Linked DNA regions of Sus scrofa: region 2 is linked to region 1. Evidence: chromatin contacts called from public Hi-C data. All regions are on one chromosome and are shown on one strand. Each heading gives the region's core, a stretch centred on a gene start, on an enhancer-like site or on the middle of the called end of the contact. The rest is flanking DNA. Distances are from core to core; before and after follow the strand shown.

The links. Hi-C and Micro-C count contacts between places; a contact is called where the count stands out from the background.
Region 2: a Hi-C map of fetal liver shows a contact between it and region 1, with 1.8 times the contacts expected there. The contact joins two enhancer-like sites. A contact is called at or near these places in 3 of 47 Hi-C or Micro-C datasets (epiblast stem cells, fetal liver and undifferentiated spermatogonia).

Annotation. Positions count from the first base shown.
Region 1 is chr17:62,763,875-62,770,405 of Sscrofa11.1, forward strand. The region is part of intron 1 of DNAJC5 (dnaJ homolog subfamily C member 5); the gene reads left to right. Among named protein-coding and RNA genes, the nearest start is that of DNAJC5, 13 kb to the left of the region's middle. Within about 2 kb of position 4,672, at least 2 of the 83 cell types and tissues checked have an H3K27ac peak or open chromatin away from gene starts, as enhancers often do. A contact at or near this core is called in fetal liver, where this site is marked.
Region 2 is chr17:62,847,392-62,854,458 of Sscrofa11.1, forward strand. It overlaps PRPF6 (pre-mRNA-processing factor 6), which reads left to right. Exons shown (of 21, transcript XM_021077613.1): 13 at 747-868; 14 at 2,294-2,432; 15 at 3,660-3,779; 16 at 4,017-4,193; 17 at 4,487-4,620; 18 at 5,197-5,288; 19 at 6,690-6,804. Among named protein-coding and RNA genes, the nearest start is that of TCEA2, 16 kb to the right of the region's middle. Within about 2 kb of position 2,085, at least 9 of the 83 cell types and tissues checked have an H3K27ac peak or open chromatin away from gene starts, as enhancers often do. A contact at or near this core is called in fetal liver, where this site is marked.

The sequences.
Region 1 (6,531 bases), core at 3,422-5,921:
ATCTGGCACATCTTTACGCACTCGCGTCCACTGTGTGTGTCACGGGCTCCCGTTCATTCTGGTTTGGGGGTGGGGCTGCAGCCAGCGCGGTGGGTCCTTGATTGTCAGTGTTACACAGTGAACTGCCCTGAGCCTGTGGGAGCCTCCATTCTCCTGAGTGACTGTGACATTGACAGTATGATTTTGGTCACAAGTATTGTCACAGGTTATTCAACGTTGAGGATTTTTTTTTTTTTTTGTATTTTGGGTTTTTGGGGGGTTTGTTTTTGTTTGGTCTTTTTAGGGCCACACCTACATCATATGGAAGTTCCCAGGCTAGGGGTCGATTTGGAGCTACAGCTGCCAGTCTTCACCACAGCCACGGCAACGTAGGATCTGAGCCTCGTCTTGAGGTCTATACCACAGCTCATGGCACCAGTGGGACCCTCGGCCCACTGAGCGAGGCCAGGGATTATTGAACCCATGTCCTTATGGATGCTAATCGGGTTTGTTACCACTGAGCCACAGTGGGGACTCTTTGAAGTTGAGGATTTGAACGTTGTGAGATTTCCAGATAATGAGGCAATTCCTCCTGGTAGGCAGTCACGAACATGGACTTGTCCTTGGTTGCCCGACACATTATGGCCTTTCTGTCGTGGTGCAAATTCCTCTGTGTGTCCCGGTCTGTGTGCTACCCTCAGGCCCAGTCTGCAGAGAGCCCAGGGCAGCAGCCAGCTGCCTGGGTTGAAGAGCCTGTGGCTGCAGTGCCCCGAGACGTTAGGTGTGATGAGGCTGGAGCACCAACAACCCAGTAGCTCCACTGCTCCCCCTCCCTGCAAAACACTGTTGTCGGCTGCTCTCTGGTTTCTTTTTAGACTGGGGACATGTGAAGGTGTCTGGAAGTGTCTGGTTGTAGCAGTGGTCTGCCTGGGGTCCTTCCCTCCAGCCCTGGGCAGAGGCGAGTGCCTGCTGGCGCCAGGGCTGTGCTGCTGGAAGTGCTCTGGATCTGCCCACCCTGTTCCGGATGCCAGGGTTCTAGCTTGTTTCAGGCTCCCACACAGAGGCAGTGCTGCCCTGCCCTCGTGCCCGGGGTCTCCCTGGTGTCACCCGATTCACCCCTGCCGGGTGCCCCTCGGGCAGGCTGAGCAGCAAGGCCAGAAGGTGCCCCCTTCCGCGACGGCCCGTGGTATCGCCTCTGCGAGTCGTAGGCGCTGGAGAATGTTCAGCTCCTTTGACGCGCCTCGTGTTCACGCACATGTTTATAGTTATTTTCCTCGGCGTCTGATCTCCTTTTCCTTTTGACTCGTGCACGAGCATCGGTTTAGGAAAGAAAGGTCCATTTGCTTCCTGGACGTGAGTCCCTAGTGATAAATGAACTCAGTGGACCTTTACGGAGGGGATGCCGGTGCGCGGGGCGCTGCTCAGTTGGTAACATGGGAGGCTTCATCTTTCTCACTTAATTCTCCCTGTTTTAAGGTTCAGCATCACTGTGGCTTTTCATTCTTCTTAGACTTAAGGAAGAAAGGTGAATGCTTTAGGGTTCCTCTGTTTTCCTAAAGAATTGGGGGATTCCTTACACTTGGAGTTCATTTCAGGTCAGGAGTCGGCTACCAGGACGGCGGTCCTCGGCGTGATTCCGTGCGCCTGGCCAGCTCTGCGTCTGCCTCACGCTCTGTGCTCATCTGTCTCTGGAGTTCAGTGGTGGCCAGTCCCTCCCGTCGGGCAGCACATTCACATCTCTTGGGATCGATGACGGTTCAATTGCACGTGCAAACTGTAACTGCTGTGTCCCAGTGTCCCCAGCAGTGGCCCTCCCTTGTCTTGAGGGCAGCAGGTGCTCCAGCCCCGGCTGCTTCCTGAATGTCCTCTGGCAGGTTTTTACGAGGTTCATCATGGATTTTCAATGAAGATTCCTTCGAAGAAGAGAGGTCAGCTGTCACTGAAACACCGGTTGTGTTTTGTCTTTAATGTTTTTGTGGGTAGCAAGGTTTCGCTTCTGTGGGTTTAGGAGACAAAGCAGCAGTGCCCGCCCCAGGGCGCACCCCCCCACCCCCCAAGGGGCGTCTCGCCGGCTGTGTCTTCCCACTGCCTCCCCAGCCGTCACCTGATGAATCACCGGTCCCCTGTCCTGACTGGAGGTGGCAGCATCCTTGTCTCCCGTGTGACAGGGCTCTGGCCTCGGACTGGCTAGAGGGTGTCGGCCTTTCTTCCTTTTCTTCCCCTCCTCTGACTGCTGCTGCCCTTGTCCCTTTACGCTGTCAAGGCAGAGAAGGTCAGGTTGTGTTTCCTAACAGTACACTTGCCTTCCGTAACATTATTGCTGAAAACCCATAAAATGCTTACATTATTTCCACTTGTGGAAACAGTGTTTATTTCAGAGCCTGGATTCCTTCCTCTGGTTACATTTCTCTTTCTAGAGTAGGGCTCCTCTCTCCCCAGGTTCCTCACAGCCTTTTTCTTAGCATCTGTATTTCTATTTTTTAGTTTTATTTTATTTTATTTTATTTTTGCTTTTTGTGGCCACACCCATGGCATATGGAGATTCCTAAGCTAGGGGTCCAATTGGAGCTGTAGCTGCCGGCCTACACCACAGCCACAGCAACATGAGATCCAAGGCGCGTCTGCAACCTATACCACAGCTCATGGCAATGCCAGGTCCTTAACCCACTGAGCGAGGCCAGGGATCGAACCCGCCACCTCTCGGTTCCTAGTCGGATTCCTTTCCGCTGTGCCACCACGGGAGCTCCTTAGCGTCGTATTGTCAGACTGCCTATTGTATGATGTACTGTCTTTGTGACCTGGAGCTCTCCTCTGGGCACTTTGTCCTCTGCCCCTGGCAACACAGTGGCTTTCTAGGCTGCCTGTCCAGCCACATTCCTGGGGCGGCCCACCGTGTGCGGGGAGGCTGGTGAGCACCCAGGGGCAGCCTGGAAACCTCTGCATCTTGAGGAGCATCGCCAGAGACAGCGCGGCGTCCTCAGTGTGGCCGTGGGAAGGCCACCACTTTCTGTCCTCGGGGGCGTGGGGAGCAAACCTCTCTGCACACCAGGCGGTGTGGCTCAAGGGATTACCTTCTAACTGCTTTTACAATCCTCCTTGTCAGAGTTCCTGCTGTGGTGCTGTTGGTTAAGAATCCAATTGCAGCCGCTTGGATTCAGTCCCTGGCCCGGGGAACTTCCATATGCTGTGCTGCAGGTGCAGCCGTTAAAACCAACAAATAAAACAAACAAACAAAAAAACCTGCTTGGAATAACTAGGATTAGAGTTCTATGCCCAAAATGTGATTTTAGCTTTAGGGCAGAATATAGATGTTTTCACACATGTGATGACTCGAGCTCATAGTCACTGATACGCAGGCCGTGTGCTTGCTGAGCAAAGTCAGTCCCAGAGAGATGACACAGAGGCTGCCGTGCTGCCTGACCAGAGGGCGTGGGATCCGGGAGTAAAAACGTGGGTATATATCCCACAGATTACCTGGGGAAAACAGACCTCTAAGTAAATTTTGGGTTGAAGAAGAAAATGGGCAGAACGGGTGAAGGTGGGCAGAAAGGTGTCGACTCAGAGTTACACATCCAGCGTCGCGGGGCCGGGTGTGCAGTGTGCTGACTGCAGTCGGTACTGTAGTGTATGTTTGACAGCTGCTAGGGGACTAGATCTGAACACCTCTCATCCAAAGGAGTTCCTGTCATGGCTCAGCAGTGACGAACCCGACTAAGTATCCATGAGGATACAGGTTCCCTCCCTGGCCTCACTCAGTGGGTTGAGGATCCGGCGTTGCCATGAGCTGTGGTGTAAGTCGCAGACGTGGCTCAGATCTGGCCTTGCTGTGGCTCTGGCGTAGGCAGCAGCTGCAGCTCCGATTCCACCCCTAGCCCGGGAACCTCCGCATGCCATGGGTGGAGCCAAGAAGGGGGGAAAAAAAACCTAAACAGAATAGTGTTTGGGGAGAATCATGAGGTAGATTTTTTTTTTTAAAGGAAGGGATGGTAGGAGTTCTTACTGTGGCGCAGCGGGATCAGCGGCACTGGGACCCAGGGTGCACTGGGACGCAGGTTCGATCCCCGGCCCTGGGACAGCTGCATCTTGGGTTGTGACTGCCACTCAGATCTGATCGCTGACGTGGGAACTCCATATGCCACAGGGTGGCTGAAAAAGAAAATTTTTAAATTTAAGGGATTGTAATAAATATTGGTTCTCGTGTGGGGAGAATGCAGGAAGTTTCACAGTTACCAGTAATTTTCTAGTTTTAAATTGAAGGACGGGCTTGTGGTCTTTCTCACTGTGTCCTGACTTGTATGGTCCATGCATTCCTTTCTGTGCATCAAATACGACATGAGAAAGTATTTAAGCAGAACCAGAAGAGCCCTCCTTTTCAGATGTTTTCAGATCTCAAAGCTGGTATCTGACTGCTTCCTTTGATTGTGGTTTGACTTCAACAGCAACTCTGCAACGTTCGCCGCATGCCAAGACTGCGTCTGCAAACACAGGCACAATTCCGTGTGCCTGTCCCTTTCCCCCGGAGGTGTCTGTCTCCTGAGAAGCACAAGCGTGGCCCGTGAGGACAGGGATTTTTTTGTCTGTTTCGTTTATTTTGGTCACTGCTAAATTCCCAGCTTTGAGGGAAGAGTGTGGGACGTGGCAGAAGCTTTGTAAACATTTGTTGAGCAAACAACACAGACACATGCTCAAGGCCCAGGGCGGCTTCATAGAATGTGCAGGGCTCTGCCGTGCGTCCGTGGGGTGAGTGGCTGGGACAGGCCTTCCGGGACCAGGGGGCAGGGTGGCAAGGAGAGCCCAGGACTCTGGGCAGCACTGCCTTGGCCTCCGAGCTAGTATCAGGCCATGAGGCCCAGCGGGTGCAGCGGCAGGAGGAGGCTGTGTCCTCCAGGACCTCGGCAGGCAGACCGGGGAGCTGGGCTTTGGTGCTGCAGCCAGTGGGCTGTTGGTGAAGGACCTGAGTGGGCTGGTGACAGGGGGACAGACTGTGTATCTTCCAGAAGACCCTCCCTCTTACCTGATCCCTGCTTCCTACGGTCGGCAAGCCTGACTGTGGGGTCTCACTGTTCCCGCTTGTGCCCAGCTGCTGGTCTGCTTGGCAGTCGCCAGGGCACACCACAGCTTTGCACAGGTGCCCCTGGTTTCTGAAGGTACGATGCTTCCGACTCCTGCCCTGGGGCTTGAGAGCACCTTCGAAATGTAGTTAAAACGGGCCCAGGTTCTGTTGTGGCCCAGTGGGTTAAGACCCCCACGCAGTGTCCTTGAGGATGTGGATTGGATTCCTGGCCTCTCTCACTGGGTGAAGGATCCAGCATTGCCGCAAGCTGCAGCGTAGGTCGCAGACGCAGCTCAGATCTGGCGTGGCTGTGGTGTAGGTTGGCAGCTGCAGCTCCAGTTTGACCCTTGGCCCTGGAACTTCCATATGCCACAGGCATGGCCCTAAAATGCAAAAAAACAAAACAAAACCAAACCTGGAGTTCCCTTCGTGGTGCAGCGGAAATGAATCTGACTAGGAACCATGAGGTTGTGGGTTTGATCCCTGGCCTCTATCAGTGGGTTAAGGATCTGGCGTTGCCGTGAGCTGTGGTGTAGGTCGCGGACGCTGCTCGGATCTGGCGTTGCTTCGGCTGTGGTGTAGGCCTGAGGCTACGGCTTTGATCTGATTCAACCTCAAGCCTGGGAACTTCCACATGCCACAAGTGCGGCCCTGAAAAAAGACAGAAGACCAGAAAAGAAAAAAAAAAAGCTCACAAAAACCACACACTGAATTCTGTCTCATCCCCCTGGGGGGATACAGACCTAGGTGAGGACCCCCCACTCACCACAGCAGGCGCGTCCTGGACCTCAGGGCCTCAAGGCCTGTGCGGAGAATACCTGGTCCCAAGGCCCTTGGGGCTTCTTGAGGTGATGAGCTTGGAGCTCTGTGCCTGGGGTGCTGAACGTGGGGGTCGGGGGGAGAGGGGCCGGTAGCAGGCAGGACACGAGAGCGTGGAAGAAACGGCCACCATGGAGGCCGTGGCACGAGCCAGGCGCCAAGGGGACAGTCCGCAGTTTATTCCTCGGGCAAAATCTGTAAGATGGTTATTTTTTTCCTGTATTAGAAAAACGTTTATTTCTTTAAATCGTTGAAGTATACCTGCTCACTATAGAAACGTCCGAAAATGGGAGCTCCCCGGTGGTCCAGCGGTTAGGACTTTGTGCATTCCCTGCTGCAGCCTGGGTTCAGTCCCTGCTCTGGGAATCTAGATCCCATGTCAAGCTGCTGTACACTCTAGCCCCCTGCACCCCCCCAAAAAAAAAGAAAAGAAAAATTAAGAAAACAAAATCTTGGAGTCCCCGTCATGGCACAGTGATTAACGAATCTGACTAGGAACCATGAGGTTACGGGTTCAATCCCTGCCCTTGCTCAGTGGGTTAAGGATCCGGCGTTGCCGTGAGCTGTGGTGTAGGTTGCAGACGCAGCTCGGATCCCGCGTTGCTGTGGCTCTGGCGTAGGCCGGTGGCTCCAGCTCCGATTCGACCCCTAGCCTGGGAATCTCCACATGCCACGGGAGC
Region 2 (7,067 bases), core at 835-3,334, 81 kb after region 1:
TGCCTGTTTCCAGCTGGATGTCCTTGCAATCAGGAGGCTTGCTAACGGCCCAGCCAGGCTGCCAGGTGGCCCTGGGTGGCTCGGAGCCCTCCTGCAGGACACCTGCTCTTGGTCCAGGCTGTGTGGGTGTTCACACGTGCAGAGCCTCGTTCTGCTGCTTCTGGCGGCTTCTTATTCGCCTGGAGCTGTGCCGCCTCCTGTGCAGGAGCGCTGGCAGCACCTGCCAGCGTGAGGTCTGTGCCAGGCATGGTCTCGGCCCTGCGTGAGGCTCAGTAAGGACAGCTGCCAGCCTTTTCCTGTGATTGTCCAGGGGTCCTGACCCCCAGGGGGCACTGCTGCAGGCAGCAACTGGCTTTCTTGTGTCGCCTTGATGCGCACCGAGGCTGACATCACGCGAGGCCGGAGAAGAGGCCTAGAGGCCCGGGAGTGTTTGTGGCAGGTCTGTTGGGATGGGTGGGCTTTTGGTTTCCCTTAGTGTTTTACACATTTCCAGTGAGCGTAACTTTTTAAATGGAGAACACGTACGACACTTATTTTTTAATGGGAGCCAGCCTGTGGGGCAGCCGGTGCCCCTGCGGCCAGCAGGCAGCCTCGTCGCAGCCCCTCCTGCTTGCGTTTTGCTGTTGGTGCCCCCGTCCTGCTGGGCTTTCCCTCTGGAGACCTTCCCACTGCACGGTTTCTGGCGGGTGCCCTGCTCCCGGGTCGGGGGCGGGCCCCTCACGCCCTCCTCTCTCTGCCGTACGTAGTGTGTGGCCCACAACGCCCTGGAGTGCGCCCGAGCCATCTACGCCTACGCGCTGCAGGTCTTCCCCAGCAAGAAGAGCGTGTGGCTGCGAGCTGCCTACTTTGAGAAGAACCACGGCACCAGGTACGCCTGCTGCCCTGAGCGTCCCCCGAGACGCCAGGGTGCCGGGTGCGGGGTTTAGGCCCCACCTTCCCACGGGTGGGCGAGGGCCCGATTCGAGGGCCAGCCATCTGGCGAGGGGCAGAAGCTCCTGTGGCATTTGGAACACTGCAGCCGGGGCTATCTTGATGGCACCTTCTGCGACAGCGTTGCTGTTCTTTCACAGTTGAGCAGCCGGGGCACTAAAGGCTCCTCCCAAGTGCCGGCAGCTGAGCCAGGGACGCCTGGTGGTCTGAGGGTCCCGGGGGCGAGGCTGGAGCCTCAGGCCCCACGTTTGTGCCAGCGCTGGCTTCGGCAGTGTGGGCGGTGCGGCATTGAGGCCCAGGCGTGTTTTTCATTTAAGCCGTGCTAGATTGGGCTTGCGCTGCTTTTTGTGCTCTGAGGAGGTCCTTGACAATTTTCTTCAGTTGTATTCTTTAATTGAAAACACCTTTTGGGTCTGCCTCGTTGGCTGTAACTGCTGATTGAATTAGATGTTGCAACATCTGGAGTTAGCGGGCAGCCTCTGCCGGGCCCTCTGCGGCCGTCCCAGTGCCCGGGCCTTGCTGATCCCACCCGGGTTTAGCTGGGAGTTCTGAGCCCATTTCTTTGTGACGTTGCTCAGGCTTGGTCTTGAGCGTGTCTTTGCAGACCCGCTGCCGAAGCCCCGTTCCCTCCCCCACCACCAGCTGCTGTGTGTCTTGGGGTTAACTCCTTTGGGGACCTTTTGAGATGACCTTGCTGCTTCACCCTGCACAGGTTCCAGTCTGCAGCAGGGCCCCTCCTGGGGGATGTGGCCTCAGGACCGTCCCCTCCCCCATCTCTGGCGCCCTTGGCGTCTTGCCCGCTCAGAGGCTGACCAGTCGGGACCTGGGGCCTTGGCTCTGGTGTCAGCCTGCACTCTGTCTTGCTGCTGAGGCCCCAGGAGGTCGTCTGTGCCAGGGCTGGGGAGCCACCTGAGGCTGGGGGCTTCCCCCCGAACCCCCGGCTGGAGGGCTTCTTGCTCAGTAGTGACCTAAGATAACTTCCTTCCAGAAGACAGTTTCTCTGATGCCAAAGAGTAGACTCGGGTCGTAATCTTTATTGGCCGATCTGCGGTTAGAGATGAAAAGGCCCGTCGCCCAGGCCGCGGAGTTATCATGCTCCCAGACTCGCGGCTGTGAAAGACTCTCTTGAGAAGCCCTCCGCCAGGCTCGGACTGAACAATGCGCTGCTTTGTGGCGCCCTCTTCAGTAGTTGAGCTTAGAGCCTTTGTGGAGAGAGGCGATTTCCCCACACTCTCCCCGTCGTAAAGATCTAGTGAATCATTTACAGCGCCGGACTTTGAAGCAGTAACTGTCTCTTCAGTGCCCGCAGCCCGCTGCAGGCGGCCTGCGTGCCCTGCTGGTGACCGAGCCCTCTGTCTCGCAGGGAGTCCCTGGAGGCCCTGCTGCAGAGGGCGGTGGCCCACTGCCCCAAAGCGGAGGTGCTGTGGCTCATGGGTGCCAAGTCCAAGTGGCTTGCGGGGGACGTGCCTGCAGCAAGGAGCATCCTGGCTCTGGCCTTCCAGGTGGGTGAGGGGTGCCTCGAGGGGCTGGCCGAGGCCCCAGGGCGCCGGTGTCCCGGGCCCTCTGCAAAGCCCTTCCCCTGCCCGTGGACAGGAGCTGACCCCGGAGGGGCTGTGTGTGGTCAGGGAGCTCTGCAGGCAGATGGGGCCCAGGCGACGGACACCTTCCTCCCATTTGCTGCCACTCAGTGACCACGGGCTCACTCTTCCAGAACACAGCACGGGGAGGCGGGCGGGGTGGAGCAGCAGCTGGGGCACACTTCCCACGGGAGGGCATAGGGACCACCACTCTCCCGCGTGACGTTCGATTGCCCAGCGCCTGCAGGAGGAAGGCCTGTGCCCCATGCCCGGAGCACAGGGCGTGTGCCTCGGGGTCGCACGGGGGCCTCCTGCTGCTGCCAGGCCCGTGGGCGGGTGGAGTTGCGTTCAGACTGCTGCAGCCGGCCAGGCTTGTTGGACGTTTTTTTTTTAAGGGCTTGATTTTTGTCGTCACGTGTGATATCCTAATACTTTATGACAACACAGTATCAGGCAGCGGTTTGCAACACAGGTTTTTACAAACCGTAGCGTGCTGTGCACATGTCGATGTGTCGTCACCCAGGCTAACGTGGTAAAGTTGGCGTGTCCCTGAGTGAACGCTGAGGGAAGGGACTGGCCTGGACGGCACCTCCTGCCCTCAGCTGCCTGTTGAGGGCGCTCAGTGCTGCAGGTGCTCAGCTGCCTGTCTCCCGCCAGGCGCTCTCCTCTCCTCACCTGTCCCTGTGGGGCTGCTGGGCAGGCCTGTGGCCCGGCCAGGCCGAGTGTGGCCAGCAGGTGGCTGTGTTTGCTGGAGGCTGAGGGCACCGCCCACGTGTCTGCGGGACTGGGTTGCACATGGCTGGGTCCCAACCCTGGGGGCCTCCACGCCATGCCAAAGCCCCAGGCGTCCTGGCGTCCGGCCCGCGTCCTCACACCAGGGGTGTGGGGTGGATCGCAGGCGGGTTGCAAGCGGGGGTGGGTCCTGGGGGAGATGGCCCTGCCGGCAGCCACGGAGGCTGCGTCTGTCCCCGTGGGCACGCGGCCTCGTTTGTGGGCAGGTCGGCGTTTGGGGGCCGGGCGCTGCCTGGTGGACCCTCTGGCTTGGATCAGAGGGTCCTGCTGCAGAGTGAGGCCTGGTCCGGCCCCCAGGCTGGCTGCTTTCGCTGCAGAGTCCCCCTGCTCCCTTTGCGACACTGCTGTGCTTGCCCCCAGGCCAACCCCAACAGCGAGGAGATCTGGCTGGCGGCCGTGAAGCTGGAATCCGAGAACAACGAGTATGAGCGGGCCCGCCGGCTGCTGGCCAAGGCGCGGAGCAGCGCGCCCACAGCCCGGGTGAGCAGAGCTGCCCCACCGCCCGCTTCGGGGGCGGGAGGGGGGACGGAGGCCGCAGGCACGCGAAGCTGGCTCGGCGCGCTCAGCTTTGCAGTGCAGTCGTGTGTGTGGCCCGGCCCGTTCCAAGGGGCAGGAGCCCGCTTACAGCAGCGCGTGCGTGCGGCCGGGTGGACAGCTCGCGGGGTGAGCCGTGGGCGGGCACGCCCGGGGAGGTGCTGCCTGACGCCGTCCCCCCAGGTGTTCATGAAGTCTGTGAAGCTGGAGTGGGTGCTGGGGAACCTGGCGGCCGCCCAGGAGCTGTGCGAGGAGGCGCTGAAGCACTACGAGGACTTCCCCAAGCTCTGGATGATGAAGGGGCAGATCGAGGAGCAGGAGGAGCTCATGGAGAAGGCGCGGGAAGCCTACAACCAGGGGGTGAGCCTCGGGCCGGCTGCCGACAGAGCGCCTCCCCTCGGGGGCGGGGGCGGCGGCCCTTGCGGAGCCCCAGCTGGAGGAGGGGTGGGCTCAGGCCCTGCACACGCGGCTGTGCTGCGCCAGCCGAGTGGCGGGCTGCGGCCCACGTCACGCCCAGGCTGCAGAGTCCACACCCGCGTGCGCGGGCGCCCCCCGGGGCCTGAAGTGGCTGGCTCTCTGGGCACAGGCAGCCCTGATCCCGGCCCCTTCAGACACCAGCTGAGCCCTGTCCCGCTGGTGTCTGTTGGCCGCAGTTGAAGAAATGTCCCCACTCCACACCCCTGTGGCTTTTGCTCTCCCGGCTGGAGGAGAAGATCGGGCAGCTGACCCGAGCCCGGGCCATCTTGGAGAAGTCCCGCTTGAAGAACCCGAAGAACCCCGGCCTGTGGTGAGCGTCCCGTGCCCCTCAGCAAGCTGCCCGAGGCCTCGGTGCTGCGTGTCCCGCTCAGGCCTCGCGGGGCAGTGGCGGGCGCTCGCCTGTGGAGTCCTGGCCCTGCCTCAGGCGGGCTCAGCCGGGCCCGGAGAGAGCGGACGCGGTGCAGCGTGTGCCCTGGGGCGGGGGGGCGTCGGGGGCGGATGACGCCGGGAACGGGCTCCTCGGAAGAGGCGACTCTGCCTTGAGGGAGGACAGGAGGCTGCCCGTGAGGGTGGCCCTCTGTCCCTGGGAACGTGTGCGCAGGGGCCGAGGCGGGCCTCGGTGACAGCACACCAGTGTGTCCTCCCCGCTTGTTCGTTCTTGCACCTCGGTGGGGGTGCCAGGTCCCCACCTCCAGGGCAGCTGCCACTGAGCTTGGTCGTGGGGACCCCAGCGTCTCCCTTCCCTGGTGGACGAGCCCCACTTGGCAGAGCGGGGAAGCGCAGCTGCTGTGGCTTCCCGGGAGCTTCCAGAACTGCGTCTGGGCTTGTGGTCGGGCTGCTGCTGCTTGACCCCCCCCCCCGCTGCCGCCGCCGGCTTCTCTCTCAGGCTGGAGTCCGTGAGGCTGGAGTACCGTGCGGGCCTGAAGAACATCGCCAGCACGCTGATGGCCAAGGCGCTGCAGGAGTGCCCCAGCTCCGGTGAGCTCCTGGGGTGCGGGCTGCAGGGGCCGCAGGCGGTGTCTGTGCTCTGCGTCCGTCTTTGCGTCAGAAGTTTCCGTAAACTCGGTCTTTGAGGTGATTGAACGAAAGTCTCAGTGTGGGGAGTTTGGCCTCATGTTCCACCACCGTTTCTTTGCCGTTTAGGATTTAATGTTCACTATTTTATCACAGATAGGTTAATGCACATGCAGTATATAAACTGATTTGGAGCAAAAAAGGCGACACAGAAATCACCTGTAAGCCTAGTACTCGGCGCTTCCTGCTCTTAGCTTGTTCGTGTTTTTACAAAGTCAATCATACTGTGTGTTTAGTTTTGTGCCTTTCTTTTTTTTTTTTTTTTTAATCTTTTTGATTTTTCTAGGGCCGCACCTACAGCATATGGAGGTTCCCAGACTAAGGGTCTAATCGGAGCTACAGCTGGCGGCCTGCACCACAGTCACAGCAACGCCAGATCCGAGCCGCGTCTGCAACCTACACCACAGCTCATGGCAACGCCGGATCCTTCACCCACTGAGCAAGGCCAGGGATCAAACCCACAACCTCATCGTTCCTAGTCGGATTCTTTAACCATTGCTCCACAATGGGAACTCCTAGATTTGTTCCTTTTTTTATTTTTCATTTATTTATTTATTTTTTTCATCTTTTTGCCTTTTCTTGGGCCACTCCCGTGGCATGTGGAGTTTCCCAGGCTAGGGATCGAATCAGAGCTGTAGCCACCGGCCTACGCCACAGCCACAGCAACGCCAGATCTGAGCCGCATCTGTGACCTACACCACAGCTCACGGCAACACCGGCTCCTTAACCCACTGAGCAAGGCCAGGGATCGAACCCGCAACCTCATCGTTCCTAGTCGGATTCGTTAACCACTGCGCCACGACGGGAACTCCTTGTTCCTTTTTTAAATCTGTGAGAGTTTTTCACTGTTACTGAATCTTCAAGAATGTACGTTCCTTAGTGGCTTCACTGAGCTGTCTGGGTGTGTGACCCCCCCCCCCGTCCCCCTCCCGGGAGGGGGGGTCTGTTTGTAGTCTGATAGCCACCCCTGGGTTGTGGCCCTGCGCGGGTCTGTGGTAGCGCTTCCGATGGTTTTGTGACCGTGAATTCTTAGCTGCGAAGTCACAGAGTCAGTGGGAATGAAACCTTAGAGGTGTTTGGACTTCCGGCCCCCCTGCCCCCAGAAAGTTGTCCTGTCTGTGCCACCTGGGCTGCTGGCTGTGGGGGGTGGGCGGTGCCGCTGGCCCCTGCTGTTCTCCCCAAATGTGCAGGAGGCGTAGCTGTGGACACTGGGCTTAGAACGTTCAAAGGCTGACCTCGGGCAGCCTGTGTGTGGATGGGCATGTTTCTGAAAGCAGGGTGGGTTGTCTGCATTATGGATTTTAGGGGTCCTCTGGTCCGAAGCCATCTTCCTGGAAGCGAGACCCCAGAGGAAGACCAAGAGTGTGGATGCCCTGAAGAAGTGTGAGCACGACCCCCACGTGCTCCTGGCTGTGGCCAAGTGAGTAGGGTCCCTGTGGTGCTTCTGAGCACCTTGCCGGGGCCTCCTGGTCCCTGGGAGAGGGTGGGCTCCCCTGGTCCTTGGCCCCCGCAGCTCCACCATGGAGCACGTCCCCAGTCAGAGGCCGCATGGGCCTGGGTTGCCTGCTCATCCCTGACCTGCCTTCCTTCTCCTCGTTCCTTCTCGTGGGTCTGCTCTTGCCGTCTCTGCCACTTTTCAGTTTGTTCCTGTGGGTCCCGTGGGTTGCAGGACAGGCACAGGCC